Regions from separate parts of the Mus musculus genome. Here all the other regions are linked to region 1. Evidence: chromatin contacts called from public Hi-C data. All regions are on one chromosome and are shown on one strand. Each heading gives the region's core, a stretch centred on a gene start, on an enhancer-like site or on the middle of the called end of the contact. The rest is flanking DNA. Distances are from core to core; before and after follow the strand shown.

What was found. A called contact is a pair of places that touch in the nucleus more often than the background predicts.
Region 2: a contact with region 1 is called in a Hi-C map of the N1E-115 cell line, with 7 times the contacts expected there. The contact joins two enhancer-like sites. A contact is called at or near these places in 2 of 484 Hi-C or Micro-C datasets (the C2C12 cell line and the N1E-115 cell line).
Region 3: a contact with region 1 is called in a Hi-C map of the N1E-115 cell line, with 4 times the contacts expected there. The contact joins two enhancer-like sites. A contact is called at or near these places in 1 of 484 Hi-C or Micro-C datasets (the N1E-115 cell line) and 1 of 115 datasets of contacts at active chromatin or transcription factors (a beta-TC-6 cell line).

The regions. Positions count from the first base shown.
Region 1 is chr10:17,021,866-17,026,907 of GRCm38.p6, forward strand. All of the region lies in intron 1 of Gm20125 (predicted gene, 20125), which reads right to left. Among named protein-coding and RNA genes, the nearest start is that of Gm20125, 71 kb to the right of the region's middle. Within about 2 kb of position 2,351, at least 28 of the 459 cell types and tissues checked have an H3K27ac peak or open chromatin away from gene starts, as enhancers often do. A contact at or near this core is called in the N1E-115 cell line, where this site is marked.
Region 2 is chr10:17,858,918-17,863,959 of GRCm38.p6, forward strand. No RefSeq gene overlaps it. Among named protein-coding and RNA genes, the nearest start is that of Gm20655, 26 kb to the left of the region's middle. Within about 2 kb of position 2,369, at least 35 of the 459 cell types and tissues checked have an H3K27ac peak or open chromatin away from gene starts, as enhancers often do. A contact at or near this core is called in the N1E-115 cell line, where this site is marked.
Region 3 is chr10:17,629,724-17,634,765 of GRCm38.p6, forward strand. The region is part of intron 3 of Gm32543 (a long non-coding RNA gene); the gene reads right to left. Among named protein-coding and RNA genes, the nearest start is that of Gm32656, 28 kb to the right of the region's middle. Within about 2 kb of position 2,263, at least 44 of the 459 cell types and tissues checked have an H3K27ac peak or open chromatin away from gene starts, as enhancers often do. A contact at or near this core is called in the N1E-115 cell line, where this site is marked.

The DNA of each region.
Region 1 (5,042 bases), core at 1,101-3,600:
TCTTGGTTCCAAAGAACAGTGAATGGCAACTACCCACATTTTTTTTAATAATTTGTATTTTCTGAAGCACAGAATAAGACATCATCAACCAAGGGTTAAGATGGGTAGCATGCGCATGCTATTATTCAAGCTGAGACTTGGAAGGGAAGAGGGAGAGACTAGAAAAGGATGCAAAGATGAGTACTTCAGGGTAAAGGGGGAGAGGCATGGCACCTTCACGTGCATTTCTATGCTCGTCTACAAATTCCACCTGCAGGTTGACGAATCACAGAAGCACTCTAGAAAAAGGTAGGCAAAACTGTTATTTCTCTCTTTACCATGGGGACTAGATGCATTAACTTCTGACAGGCGTGGTCTGAGAGAGAGTTCCCACAGTGGCATTAGCTAGAACTGGAGAAGGTTGAAGATACCGCCACACACCTAGGATATATCTCTAGGACCAGGAGCTTCATGGGAGACTTAAAAGACTAGAGGGGAAAGAAACTGTCCATTGCCTATTTCCTAGCCACATGTGTTGCTTGTCTGAGTCAGTTTATGGTCTCTCACTTCCCCTATTTAGAATTCTGTACATCTGGGTGTATTTTTTCTAGTGTTTCCTATCATATCAGTGACAGAATTGCCAACACAGAGGTATCCATAAATTACACTGCAGTCTAGTGTTTTCAAATGTCTGGAAAGCTTGGAACAAAAGACTTGGATGCAAATGCAAGCTGCTTAATTCAGTGAGTATTTGTGATGTTACCCAGGTGCCAGTGACATCTTTCTGACCAGCTCAGAGGCACCAGGGACCAACCCAACATACATTTTTAATGTGCTCAGCTGTGACAGCACACACACACAGAAGACCTTAAGGCCCTAAAGTCATATTATTGGAAAACGCTGCACTTTTAGGGACCCAGAAGAAACGGTTTAATTAATCTTTTTTTCAGGGTAGCTTTTTTTTTTTTAATATAAATTATGTACACTGAAAACTTGCCAATTATACCAAATTAAGGGACTTGGCAAGTGCATCCCACAGAGGCAGATGGTAAATAATATCCAGATTCTGATTTGAAATAGGACAAGAGATTAGCTAGTGCAAAATGTAAAAGCCATCCATATATAAGAAATAAACAGACTTAATGTGAGCACATGGAGAGAGTTTTGCTTTGGGATAGCTATGTGGACGTGTTGAAAACAGGGACTTGTGATCTGTATAGGCTTCTGCGATGTGACTGTTCCATTTGTGAGTCCTTCACAAATCTGTTTGGTGTGTGTCTTTGTAAAGACATGCAAATGCCTGGGTTTTCCACCTGTGCAAGGAGCATGAGCTTTAAATGGCATCATCATTTAACATGATTAAGTATCAGCCTTGTGCACAGCAAAGTCCATAAATCTAAGCTCTTTTTTTAGTGTTGTTATAATACAATTTCCAAAGGAATAACTCATGGCACACCCTCACCATTTCCTATTTGCCCGAAATAAAACTTTGTGTTTATGAATGCCAATCATGGGTCACAGAATTTTTATTCTGTGAACGCAGAATGGGAGGTTTAGAGAATTCAAACATGGCAGCTGTCTCAAGAGTAGTAAGAAATATGTCCTGAATGTTTACTTATCTTAGTTATAATAAGTCCATCACCCAAGGACTGACAACTCTTTAAAACTTGAAGGCCATGAAGAAACAAAAACTCGCCCGTTTCTTATACCCTGAGAAGCACAAGAAGGGAGCTATGTAAGTGAAAGATGGTGTGATGGTTTGGCAAGGAGATCAGACAATCAAATAACAAGATAGGGTCTGTTCCTGCTCACTTTCTTGTGCCTCCCAAGTCAGTTTGTTTCTGGCTTGAGTCACGATAGCCAGGCAGATGGTAAATTCAGCTTATTTGCCTGATAATCAGATTTCTTTCTCCCTAACTGACCACAGAAATCATTTAAAACAATTGCAAGTCTTGGTCAGACTCTGTTTGAAGGGGAAAAAAAAAGAACAATTGGCAAGAGAGGTAGGAAGACACCCAACCAGACAAGTAAACAAGGACTATCATGGGTTCGAACAGAGGGAATCTGCTTGGTCCTTGAGCAAAGCTCTCTGAGCCTGCTAGCATGATCTACTCCAAGCTCTGCCACTCTCAGAGAACCACCACGATTGTGAGCCAGTCCAGACCTAGAGCATCCCAGAACTCTCAAATGAGAGATAGAACAACGTCAAGCACATGTTCGTCTTGTAATTCATGTTTAGCCTGGGTTGCTAAAATTAGGGAGTGACTCAATCGTCATACATCATTACGGCTATTTTCAAGGCTGTAAGTGATGCGGAGCAGGAGCGCTGATGCAAAAGCTTACTCCAATTAGCTTCTGCGAGTGCTCTGCCGGCAACAGGGCTCTGTTTCCTAGGAGCCTTCAATCTAATTACAAGCCTTGATTCTCCCGCAGGGCCTGGCTGGCCGGATGATTTCATTTTACTTTTAGGCTAACCTTTGCCATCAGTGATGTCACAGGAGTGTTCCTTCACTTGAGAGGACCCTAGGAACACACCAAAAGGTTAATTTGTTTGATATTTGGTTAAAGAGACTACTCTACTGGAGGGGCCCTGTTTTGCTGTAGGCAGGTAATAGTACAAAGCAGACAACATGAAATAGAGGCAATTTGCACCCAGCTGGCACCAACCTAGCTTGATACACTCCCTACCCAGGAGCCACTCGGATGGAAAACCACTGCTGAGAGAGAAATCAGAGAATCCTTCTACTGTTCAGATTATTCTTTATATATTTCCTCATTTCTTCTCCCACAAGAACAAGTACTGTAGGAATCAGTAGAAAATGTAAACAGTATGCCACGGGGAAAAAGGAAAATCTGTTAAACCACCTTAAAACCCAGAAAGGGGGGCTGGGGAGAGACAGGCAACACAGAATTTACAGTCCCTTTAGTTTTGTTCTCCAATTGGAGACTATCTTAGCGTCCCCTCCACCCCAACGCCACATCCCTCAATGATACTTGCGCAAAGTAGAAGTGGAGATAACTACAGAGGAGTTTAGGCCCGACTCTAGCCATCGCCTGATGCATGTGCCTGCTACCTAGAGCCCCTGTTTATCACAAGCGCCTGTGCACCTACCCGAAGCAGGATTTGAGAAATATAAATCAATGGCATCTTAGCATTTCTTCAGAATCACACAATGAAAAAGTCCTGCTTCCACTCGTTTTTAGTCATGAATATTCCAAATACACAGTCTGACCTTAATTTCCCTTACTTTTTCTTCTTGAACGAAGACTTCCGTTTTCTCTTATCAGTAAGGACTTTCAGCAACAAGCCCTGCCCCCATCCCCACTTTTCATTGCATTTTCTAGATCATTATTTTTTGTTTAATTAAATAAAGCCTCACCGCCTGTCTTTATACAACATTTTAATTTCTATTATTTCAGTGAATAATGGATAAACCTTTCTTTAGAACACAATGAGAGAATCAAGCGCAGTCTGAAATCAGCATATGAAAGCAGCAAACAGAAAAAGTCCAGACCTGTTAGAGCAAAAATAGAAGTCTATGAACAAATCGGCAAAACAATGCAGGGTATGGTCAGTCTGGACTCAGAGTTATACAATAAGCCTTCAATATGAAAATATAGTTCATACTAAAAGCTGGAACACAAATATAAAAGAAAATAAAAGAGAAAAAAATTATTGTACTCAACCGGCCATAAATTATAGGGCTTGTCTAATAGTAGTTGCAAGTAAAATTTTAAATACAAATAATTCTGTAGGTAAGTTTCTGGACAATAAATAAAATTCAATTGCTAGACTTCTGAGTAAAGAAAGCGGTGTAAGGGATACTATATCACATAATTTCCACTTTCCACTTAGTTTTCACGCATGGCCAAATATACTTTTTCAAAAGCAAATAAGTCATTATCAACACCAGCCAAGGTGAAAAGGAGGTGCAACCGAAAGAAATAAATATCCACAAGAAGTCACAACGAACCTACAGAAGATTCTAGAATAGAGCAGTTTATTTGCCTTCTAAAAATTCTTAACATTGTAGACGCACTAGTCCTGTCAACAATATACTGATGACTGTTTACTAACAGGACCAGACTTTGAAGGAGCCAATTAAAATTATCTCCTTATTCTTGTATTCTTGTAGCAGCTTGGAAAATAGAGAAAGATAAAGGGAGTAAGGATGGAATAAAAGAAACTGAATAATTGAGGCAGTTAAGCATTCATGCGGTCACCATGTGTAGACAATAAACTAAACAAGAATGATGGGCAAATCTTACATTTTAGAGGAATCCATGATTTAAGGGTACAACACACCTCATCTTAGCTTTGTTTCATCTCTCATATTCAAACTCCTCTTTGAAGGAGAAGAAACACAAACTAACATCTACCTTGAAAGAAAACAAATATAAGAAAGATTCATAGCATTTTATCACAAAATTGGCAAGTGAGATTAACTAGCTCTATACACCAGGCTAGCCTTGAACCCACAAAGATTCTCCTGCCTCTGCTGGTACTAACATTAATGGTGTGTGACAGCAACTTCTAGCTAAGTTGACTAGTTCTTGAGTTGAAACTGCATTGTGTACAACTCACCAACCAGGTATCATAGCCAAACAATGATATAATCTAACAGAGCATTCTTAATCCACTCCAATAGGTGATGATGACTGAAAACTATAGCTGGATCCCTTCAAATAACACATGGATAGCCTTGGCAAAGATTAAAATTCTAAGTCGAATTTCTGACAAGTAAATAAATTTTGTGCTGTGATGATGTTAAAATATTCTAACTTGGGACTTTCCAGATGAACAGAAGTCAAAGAATCTGAATGTCAATAATTTAGCCACATTATAGGGAGGAATTAATATGTAAAAAATAAGGGAAAAGATACAAAACAAAAAAGCATGTGTATAAACAAAAGCAAAGAAAATGAAAGGATATTTAAAAACAGTTTCAATATTGAGCAAAATTAAAGTCTGAAGCAATAATATTATGGAACTCATTAGTTAACTGTAGAAAGAAAAATCCATATTTAAAAATAAAGTTGCTACTCTAAATAGTTTCTTTCAA
Region 2 (5,042 bases), core at 1,119-3,618, 840 kb after region 1:
GGTGTTAAGGTTTGAAGAAATACCTTTATATCAAGCTTCCTTTGTAAAGCGGAGGGTTTGTGATGGCTAATCTTGCCTGTCATCTTGACTAAGTGGAGACACATCGAGTGGGTAAGTGAAGCACGCCTGGCTGAGACTGGGGCAGCCTTTTCAGGGAGAATTAACTAAAGCAGGAAGAAGCCCTAAACACCTGTGGCACTATTTTAGAGGTCAGAGGCCTGGAAGAAATAAGAAGTGAAAAGACAGAAGGCAAGGCAGCGAAGGCATTGTCTTTCTGCCTGATTCCTGGTCACCATGATATGAGTCCTTCTATCATCCTACCTGGCTGTGATGGACTGACACCTCTGAAACTATGGCTAAGCAAGTCTCCCTTCCTTTAACATCTCAGGTGTCTGTACACAGCAACCGTTGACTAATGTGTTTGCACTGGTGATCTTTGAGGAACTGGGTATTTCTGATAAAATCTTCAAGAACATGGAAATGGGTCAAGTTTCCTAGTCTCTTGAAGAGTGTTTCCCTCTAAGAGATAGAGGCAGGGCTTTGGCACATCTATCATAGGCCAGACAAGGAAAAGGAGACAAGAAATCCCAAACCTTTTAATTTTAAGACCCAGACAAGAGAAAAATGTAAGAATTTTCCAACATAGATCAAGGTTCTCCTACACATGAGGTTCTGTGCCAGCACTGTGGTGAGAGCAGAAACAAGACTAAAGGAAATATTTCAGGCCTTGCAAGGCCACTTGCCTTGCAAGCTTAGTACAAAAGGAAGGACTTGAAGACTAGCCAATCTTTAGAGTGTTCAGCAATGAAGCAACACAAAGATAAACTTTTTTTTTTTTGTATTTAACATAGAATTTTCTTTTTTTTTCCTTTTTTTTTCTTTTCCATTTTTTTATTAGGTATTTAGCTCATTTACATTTCCAATGCTATACCAAAAGTCCCCCATAGCCACCCACCCCCACTCCCCTACCCACCCTCTCCAACCTTTTTGGCCCTGGCAAGATTTTATCGAAAGGACCCAGATGTAGCTGTCTCTTGTGAGACTATGCCGGGGCCTAGCAAACACAGAAGTGGATGCTCACAGTCAGCTAATGGATGGATCACAGGGCTCCCAATGGAGGAGCTAGAGAAAGTACCCAAGGAGCTAAAGGGATCTGCAACCCTATAGGTGGAACAACATTATGAACTAACCAGTACCCCAGAGCTCTTGACTCTAGCTGCATATGTATCAAAAGACGGCCTAGTCGGCCATCACTGGAAAGAGAGGCCCATTGGACACGCAAACTTTATATGCCCCAGTACAGGAAAGATAAACTTTTAAAACACTTTTGTTACAAATGGAATCCCCAAATCTCCAAGTAGAGAGCACTCTCCTGAAAATGAATGCTCTCTAAGAGTACGTGACTATTTTTTGTGTGTGTATAAGTCTATGCATGAGTGTGTATCATATGTGCTGCTGCATATGTGTAGTTCTGTGCAAGTATGCATGTAGTTGTTCATGAATGTTTGTGGCCAGATGTGGCCCTATATATGCATAAAAATTAACATTTATATAAGTATGTATAGCTATACTTTTGTATACAGTGTGTCTGTGAGTGTGTGTGTGTGTGTGTGTGTGTGTGTGTGTGTGTGTGTGTCAGAGTATATGTGTGAGTGTGTATGTGTGTGTGTGGACATGAATATGTGTTGGGGAGGGGGACTGAAAGCTCACCTTTGAAGGTGTGATTTGGATCCTGTGGTTAATGGGTTGTTTTCAGAGGATCACATCTTGCTGCCCTTTGATTTGCTCAATAAATCCTCCTTGGCTTACAGCTTCACAAAGCTTACTGGGTTTGTTTGGTTTGGTTGCTTTTCTTTCTTGTGTTGTTGGCTATCTACCTTCTGAACAAACAGGCAGATGGGTGAGGCCACAAGTACGGTGGAGCTGTTTGTTACATCATTGCACATGCCACAAGCCCACAGTGACAACTACCACAGATGCACAGCTCTCGTCCCCAGGAAGGCACAGAGTATGTCTTGAGAAATTCTCTATGCCATTCCTCACAGAGACCTACAGCTGGAGCAAGGAGCAGGGGGCTTCTGGCAAGCAAGCTATCTTCATGTCTGTCTTCCTTGGGGAGAGAGAAGCTCAGCCTTGGTTACAGTCTCTTACCCTAGTGACAGTGTTAAAGTCCAAATTACAGTCTCTTCAATCTCTCTGCCTCACTACCCTGCAGTTATAACCAAACCCCTGAATAGTAACACTGAATAGTAACAATGTTTCCCTAAACTAAAAGCCAAAGAGAAATGGTTTTAATCCATTTATGCTTTAATCAGTGAGTCAGAAAGTGGCAAGCCAGAGTTTATTGCAAATCGTACCAGCAATCTGTCATCTTCGTGACTCATTCTTTCTGTGGGGAGATTTTTTGCTGTGATACAATTCATCTCCTAAAAATATCTAGTATTGACTGGCTGTACTTTCACAGCTGGATCTGGCTGCTTCTCTGACATTATTAAGGGACGGATATAAGAATCTTCTAACTCAATCAGGGAGTAATTTAAAGCAATGTCTCTAGCCCGCCATTCAAGGAATTGATTATCTTCTAGAGATATGGGGAGAAAATCTAAATAAACAATAAACAAAATGAAAATACAATAACAAAGATTGAGAAAACATCAGTGTCCAGAATGCACATAGAAATATTACCGAGTGTTAAACAAAGCAAACCAGTCAGAGGAAAGCGTGCAGACAGTGGATCCACGCACAGGAGATGTGTTGTCTGTAGACAGTGAAAGCGTTAGTAAAACAGACTACCAGGCTGACTGCTTATTTTTCTTTACTTCAATCCTAAATAACGCCAGTGGTAAAGCTGCCTTCTTAACAGAGACCATCATGTTTGCAGGTGCCCTCAATACCATTTGTAAGATCTCTGCCACATAGGACAAAGTGTAGAAGAAATATAAATGAGTAAAAGGCGCCAGATACTATCACTTTTGTTCATTAGGCTAAAGAAATTTCAAATGTTGATAACATCTAATATCATCGAGGATGATGGCAAATATTGGTAATGACATAGAGTGTTGGTGAGAGTTAGGTTTTCTCTCTATTGCTTGTCCAGTTGTAGTTTATTCAAGAAGTGGACAATTTGACCAAGTCTCTGGTATGCAAAATTGAAAATTACTTAGCACACAGTACACATATGGTATCTGCATCCCATCCTCAAAGGAAGTTTTTTGCCCAGGTTCCCTTCAGTGTGAATGGGACTGTCAATCATAGAGCCCCTCTGCTACTCTCAGTTCTGTCTCAGGGCTAAAATACTACAGCAGAACACCTGATAAGGTATTTCACTCAGAGACAGTGGCAGCTGCAGAATTCCCACAGAAGATGTTCTTAAAAACTCAACTCAAAAGGGTGGAGAGATGGTTCAGTGGTTAAGAGCACTTGCTGATCTTGCAGAGGATAAGGATGTGGGGGGATTGTAGTGGGGGGATGATAGTGGGAGCAGTAAAAGATCCACCTAGCATCTCAGGTTTCTCTTCCTCTTCTCCAGAGGAACTCTCCTTCATGAATGCTTTCTTTGCCTATATATGCATGTGTGTGGTAGTAGGTGTGTTTTATGTTTTGTAAAAGCATTTTGTGTCTGACCTCTTTTGCTAACACACACACACACACACACACACACACACACACACATATATATGTATGTATATATATATATATATATATATATATATATATATATATATATATATATAAAATAGTCACCTATATTTTGTCTTACAGGAGTAGTTTGTTCATTTTCATTGTCACATACAAATCTATGCCACAATTTATCCATTATTTATCCATTATTGATGTTTAAATTCATTACAACAACTATTTAAGCTGTTTCCAAAGAAAGGGAGTCAATGGGCTACAGAAGGTCTCTCTGCAACTACAATAGATGATAGCAGTTTCCCAAGGAAATTATGTCAATCTGTCCAGATATTAGTGTGCAAGAATGCCAGTTGCTTCCTGTCTTCCCCAGCATTTGATGCCATCTTTTGCATTTATCTTAGACTTTGGACAGATGGAATAATGCTCACTGCAGTTTCAATTTGCCTTTCCCTCGACTAGTGAGGTTGGTTTTATGTCTGGCCATATAGAGATCCTGTCACTGGCATGCACTTCAAGGTCTGTCCCTTCATCACCTGCAGGGCAGTGTGCTTCTTTTTAACTTGAAGGAACATTTTCTATTTCTGGAAAATATACTTTATTTTTGATACAGTTGTTGTGGGGAGCCACCCTCACATTCGCCATTACAAGATGGCGCTGACATCCTGTGTTCTAAGTAGTAAACAAATAATCTGCGCATGTGCCAGAGTAGTTCTCCACAACATGTGCTCTGCCTTCCCCATGACGACAACTCGGCCAATGGGCTGCAGCCAATCAGGGAGCGACCCGTCCTAGGAGGAGGATAATTCTCCTTAAAAGGGATGGGGTTTTGCCATTTCTCTCTTGCTCCTGAAGAAGTAAGCAATAAAGCTTTTGCCGCAGAAGATTCCAGTTGTCCTGAGCGTGTTCTTGCCGGCGGGGACAAAAACTCGGATAAGTTGTCAATAAATTCTGTGGTTTACTCTTTTTAGCTTCCCAATGACAATTTGATAAACAGAACTTTTCGATTTTAATACTATCCAGTCTGCTAACCTTTTGACATGTACTTCTCTAGCCCTTTTATGGCCTAGTTGGCCATCACTGGAAAGAGAGGCCCATTGGACTTGCAAACTTTATATGCCCCAGTACAGGGGAACGCCAGGGCCAAAAAGTGGGAGTGGGTGGGAAGGGGAGTGGGGGGGAGGGTATGGGGGACTTTTGGGATAGCATTGAAAATGTAAATGAGGAAAATACCTAATAAAAAATATATATTTAAAAAAAAGAAATCTTTGAACCCTTCAAAATTGTGAAGATCTCATCTTTGTTATTTTCTGGAAGCCCTATCATTTTCTTTTACATTTAGATCTCTGATCTCCGTGGAGGTGACTTGGGGGTTAATGTGACACAGGACTGATCATCAAATTAATTTC
Region 3 (5,042 bases), core at 1,013-3,512, 610 kb after region 1:
GAGACAAAAGTACAAAAAACAGCAGGATGTGTTCTAGAACAGAAGCTGAGAGAACACTGGCTAATTCAAGCCAACTAGAGATCAAAGGGGGCCAACACAGCCTGGAAAGGACTCCAGGCTTGTGACAAACTTGGGGGTGTGGGGACAGGATGAGGATGACTTCCTCAAGGGAGGCTCACCACAGGAAGCTGAATCTAGAAAGGAAACTATGACGGAGTATCTAGAGTGAATGAACTGTGAATGCTTGACCCAGAAAAGTTTCCTCGTATATTGGCTTTTCCCAACTCTGCTTGCTGTATTTTCTGAGTACATCTTTGCCTGTGGTGAGGGCAAGTTGTGTATCTATTATGACCACTGTTGGGGCTGACTTCTCCACCAGGCATAGGAAACTCAGCACTCAGATGTCACTGTTTTGGGGGATTCATGACAGTATTTTTGTATGAATTTCTTTTAAAATCAGGAAGAAGAAAAGACTTACTAAATACAGATATGTAAGTACAAATCCAACCCAGCTTGTATAGATAAACCTAGGATCCAGTGAGCAAAGAGGTGACCTTGGAAAGAAGTAGAGAAAGCCAGAGTTCTAGGACCTTAGATTTGTGAAGGAAATCTGTCTTCCAAGGACAAAGAAGTTTCTGTCCTCTCATCCTTCTGAGCAACAATGCAACTCATAAAATAGTTTGTGCATATTCACATTAATCACACCTAGGGGACCTTATGCAACACCAAAGACGCAGATACTTTATTTTTTTAAAAAACCTGTGCTGTTATTGTTGTTGTTGTTTTTGTATGTGTGCACGGTGCATGACAAGGTCAAAGGACAACTTTGTGGAGTGGGCTTTATTCTTTTACCTTTATATAAGGCCCTTCCAGGGATGGAACTTAAGTCACCAGACTTGCAAGACAAGCGACTTTACCAACTGGACCATCACACTAGCCCCACCCAAAAATTTTGGCCTTCACATCTGGATCATTTAATCAAGTTCTGCCTTGTTTTCGGTCTAGTATCTGGCCCACTGGTGATGTTTGTAAAGGTTTAAAGACATACAGTATCCATTCCCACTATGTTTTTAGCTCTCAAATCACAATTACAAACGAATGGAATTTCTGTGCTGCATTCAATAACTCGCACATCTATCTTTATGAAATATTAAGGTCAATGAAGGATAACTCTCATCACTGAAATCTTTCAAAATGAGTAAAATAGAAAAGAAGACAGGTCTTTCTCTTGCTTTGCAGTAAGCACAGTTTCTTGGGGTTTATAAATACACTTTATCAAATCCCTCTGCACAAGTAATCTTGAGTGGCACCACCCCCCCACCAGCCATGCACCATGAGAGAATGAATAAATGAATATCTAACAGGGCCCACACAATACCCACAAGATAATCGGCATTCTGAAAGTGTCTGACGATATCATGTATGATAGACGCCAGAGAGTGGTCCTGCACACATCACTCCTGAATTACTGGTTTGTAGGAAAGGACAGTCAACACAAACAGATCACAGATCGAAGCAACAGATAAATTAAAAAAACAAAACAAAACAAAAATCAAAAAAACAAAAAACCAGGGTCAGTATGATTAGTAGATGTAAGGAATGATACTCCTCTGTCCCTTCTGATTTATGCAAGACATCCTTGCTGGCTTCTTTGTTGTTCAGTCCTGATATATCCTGGCTCCAGTTATTCTCTACCAATGGCCACAATGTTTACTGAAGGTGAGTGTGTTGTTGAAGGGACACAGGGTCCAACATCAGAATACCCATTTCCAAGCCCATTGTACTTCCAGTGTCCTAGGGAGGAAAGACTGCCAAAGAGATCTCACCAAGTCCTGTTTCTGCCAGGCCACCTTGCAGAGGCCTGGCAATGAGAAAGGGACACTGAAGGAACCTCCAAGTGACAGCCACAATGAAAATGACAATTCAGATCCACCAACACCCAGAAAAGCCAGAAGAGCGATCTTGTGAGCAAAATCTGCTTTAATAGCAACGTTAAGTGTTATGCATTGGAACCTGTTATGAATTGGTTGTAATTTTCTCCTGACAGTTTCTGAATTAAACTAGTTAGTACACAAAAAAATAATAATAATAACAATAATAATAATAACAAATGCCACAAAGCAGAACGCAAACTCAGTGTCTGAAGGTTAATGATTGCTCATGAAAGCCACAGAAATAAATTATCTGCCTAGGGACACTGTCACATGATCAGCACAAAAGCTGTAACAGCCAAAAAATGTTTATGTAGAGGGGAAAAAAAAACCCTGTCAGCGTCACAGCACCCTTCCCCCCACAGCTAAATTCGAGTCCTGAGCCAGCCAGCTGCTCCTGACTGCTTACATTAAACTAATTTGTGCTGCTACATTGCAGCTGCTTAATTTTTACTCTGAACTTTATCACCAATAAGTGTTACAATAACAAGCGGTATGATGGTATCTCTGAAGAAATATCCATCAACCCTCAAACAAGGACGGCTTCCCAAGCCTGGACTGCAGAAACACAAAACTCAAAGGGGGGGAAAGAAGAAGAAAGAAAGGAAGGAAGGAAGAAAGAAAGGAAGGAAGGAAGGAAAGGAGAAAATTACCCCCACACCGCCTCTTTAAAGGAGGGGGAGGGGCGCACTTTTAGTGGGGGAAAGGCTTTAAAACGAGGCTTTGTTCACAAAGCCTTTCTTTTTTTTTCTTTTTCTTTTCTTTTTCTTTTTCTTTTTCTTTTTCTTTTTCTTTTTCTTTTTCTTTTTCTTTTTCTTTCTTTCTTTTTTTTTTTTTTTTTTTTTTGCCTTGATGGAAGGGCTGACTGAAGGTTAGCTCACAGGGAAGAGTTAAGAAGTGAGCTGGGCCTGGGCTGGGAGGGGGCGATTTGCAAGGTGAGAGCTTTGGGAGAGAGAAGGCAATGTCGTCCTAACAATGAAGTCCACTCTCCGTGCCCAGTGTCCTCCAAACATCTTTGGACCCCACACTGCAGCTTGGGCGCTAATTCCTGATCTGCTCCTTCAGCCAGCCTTCGTTGGCGATTACAGTATTAGTTGTTTCCACCCCATGTTTTCCTGTTATTTTCCTAGTCCAGTCGAAATGCGCAAACTCTTCTTTGGGCACAGAAAATAGACACTGCCCTGGACTGTTTTAAATTCCTGCCAAATACACAGGCCTTGTTTTTGCTACATTTTGGAATTTGGCTGAGATCGTATGTCAGGCTTCTATCTGTACTCAGAACTACAATTGATGCCTAATAACTTAAAAAATAAATAAAATGAAGTAAAAGATTTTTTTAGTGTTCGAGACACCCTGAAACTTTTCCATTATTAATCTGAAAGCGAGTCGGGGTATCTCCTTACAAACTCTCCTGTTTACTGCCGAGAACAATTCAACTGCACCCTGTTCTGTGATTACGAACGCGATTCCTCTGAATGCGGTAAAGAGCACCGTGTCAGCTATTTACAGCATTTTTTAAATTCTGTGGTTTTGAGAATTAAGGTTCAAAGCGAGTGTTACTAACGTTGAGTAATACAGTAGTTTTTCTTCCATGAAGATATCCTAAGTTTTACAAAGGCAATGTTTACACTTAAATAATTCTCACAGGGTAGGGAAAGAGGGAGAACTGGGGAGGAGATTTAGACCTACCCTCATGTTTTTCCCCTCACTGCCTTCAAACCTTATGGTCCTGCCCCAGATCCCATCAGTATTTTCTTTTTTCAGACAACTGGTAAATCACCCAAGGGGTGGAGTAAGGAGATCTGAGCAGGCTGGGCCCTGCCTGCCTCCTTAGGTGGAATCCTCTTGACATCCTCCATCGCCACAGTGGGAGGGTGGCACAGCTATCCCCAGGATGGTCCCTGAGGAAGTGGTGGCACAGTCCCTAGACCTCATCAGGCCTTTTTTTCCAGGTGCCAAGTGGGTCACTCACTGTTGAGCAAGGCCAGGCTATCCATTTCCAGGGTGCTCTGCCTCCTGAACTGCTGAGGCTTTAAGATGGCCAGGAACTCAGACAGGAAGCATCCTCAGGCCTACTGGCCTGGCAGGGTGTATCCCGAATGCAAGCAACCTTTGAAAAGGCACCTAAGCCCAGCCAGGCAGGAGAGTACTCAATGGAAGAGCAGCCATGGGAAGAGTCTCTGAGAAGCACCTTGCTTTTCCTCGTGGGTAGCCATGCTCCGGCGGGCTTTGTGCAGAGTAACAGAACTTCTCAAGGTTTGAAGCCAGACAGCCTGTCAAAACTGAAGTTGTGAAATTAAGACTCTATTTGACAGGGTTTGACAGGGTATGTGAGTTTATCTTCTCAGATCTGGACTAAACTGGTTTGACTGGGATACTCGGAAGGCTGGTGACGAAGGGCACGCCATTGCAACAAGGCAGAAGGGAAACGCCAGGATCAGCTAGTCTCAGAGAAGTTCTGTGCACCCGGAGCACACATGCGTGAGTTCAGGAGTGGCAGTTATTCATACTCTCTTTCGTCTCAGCAAGCTCACAGCGACAGAAAGGAACACGGACAATCTCACTGGGCAGGGCAACCTAAACTGGCCACTTCCGGGAAAAGCGCTAGAAACAAATCCTTCTTGACATATGCTTTTCAAGATCAAGGTTAACCAAGAGTTGACTGCCAGCCCTGATGTAGGACCATGATCCGGGAAAGTGTTTGCCATTGTGGGCTTCTTAAATGAAGAGGTGCTCTGTTCTCAGACTACTGCGTCTTGTCTCCGAACTCCCTCTCATCAAAGGACCTTTGCTCTTTAGCTAGAAGTCATGCATTTCTGGCTTCTGGTTGCTGGAGAGGTGGAGATAGTTAATGAGGTATGCTGGGAGGTATGTTATAATTTCCAATTCACAGCATTAACACTCGTAGTCATAAGCCTGACGCATATCATCCTCCACGGTGTGAAGTGTGGGAGGTGATATATATAGGACTAAGGGGCACAAATTTTGTTTTCCAGTTTTGCCTAAATATTGAAGAATAGGCCAAATGGTAAAGTAACAATCCAAATGTGCATCTACCATCTTCAATGTTTCTCTTAGTAAACCAATAATGAGCAATTTATTTAAAGTTGA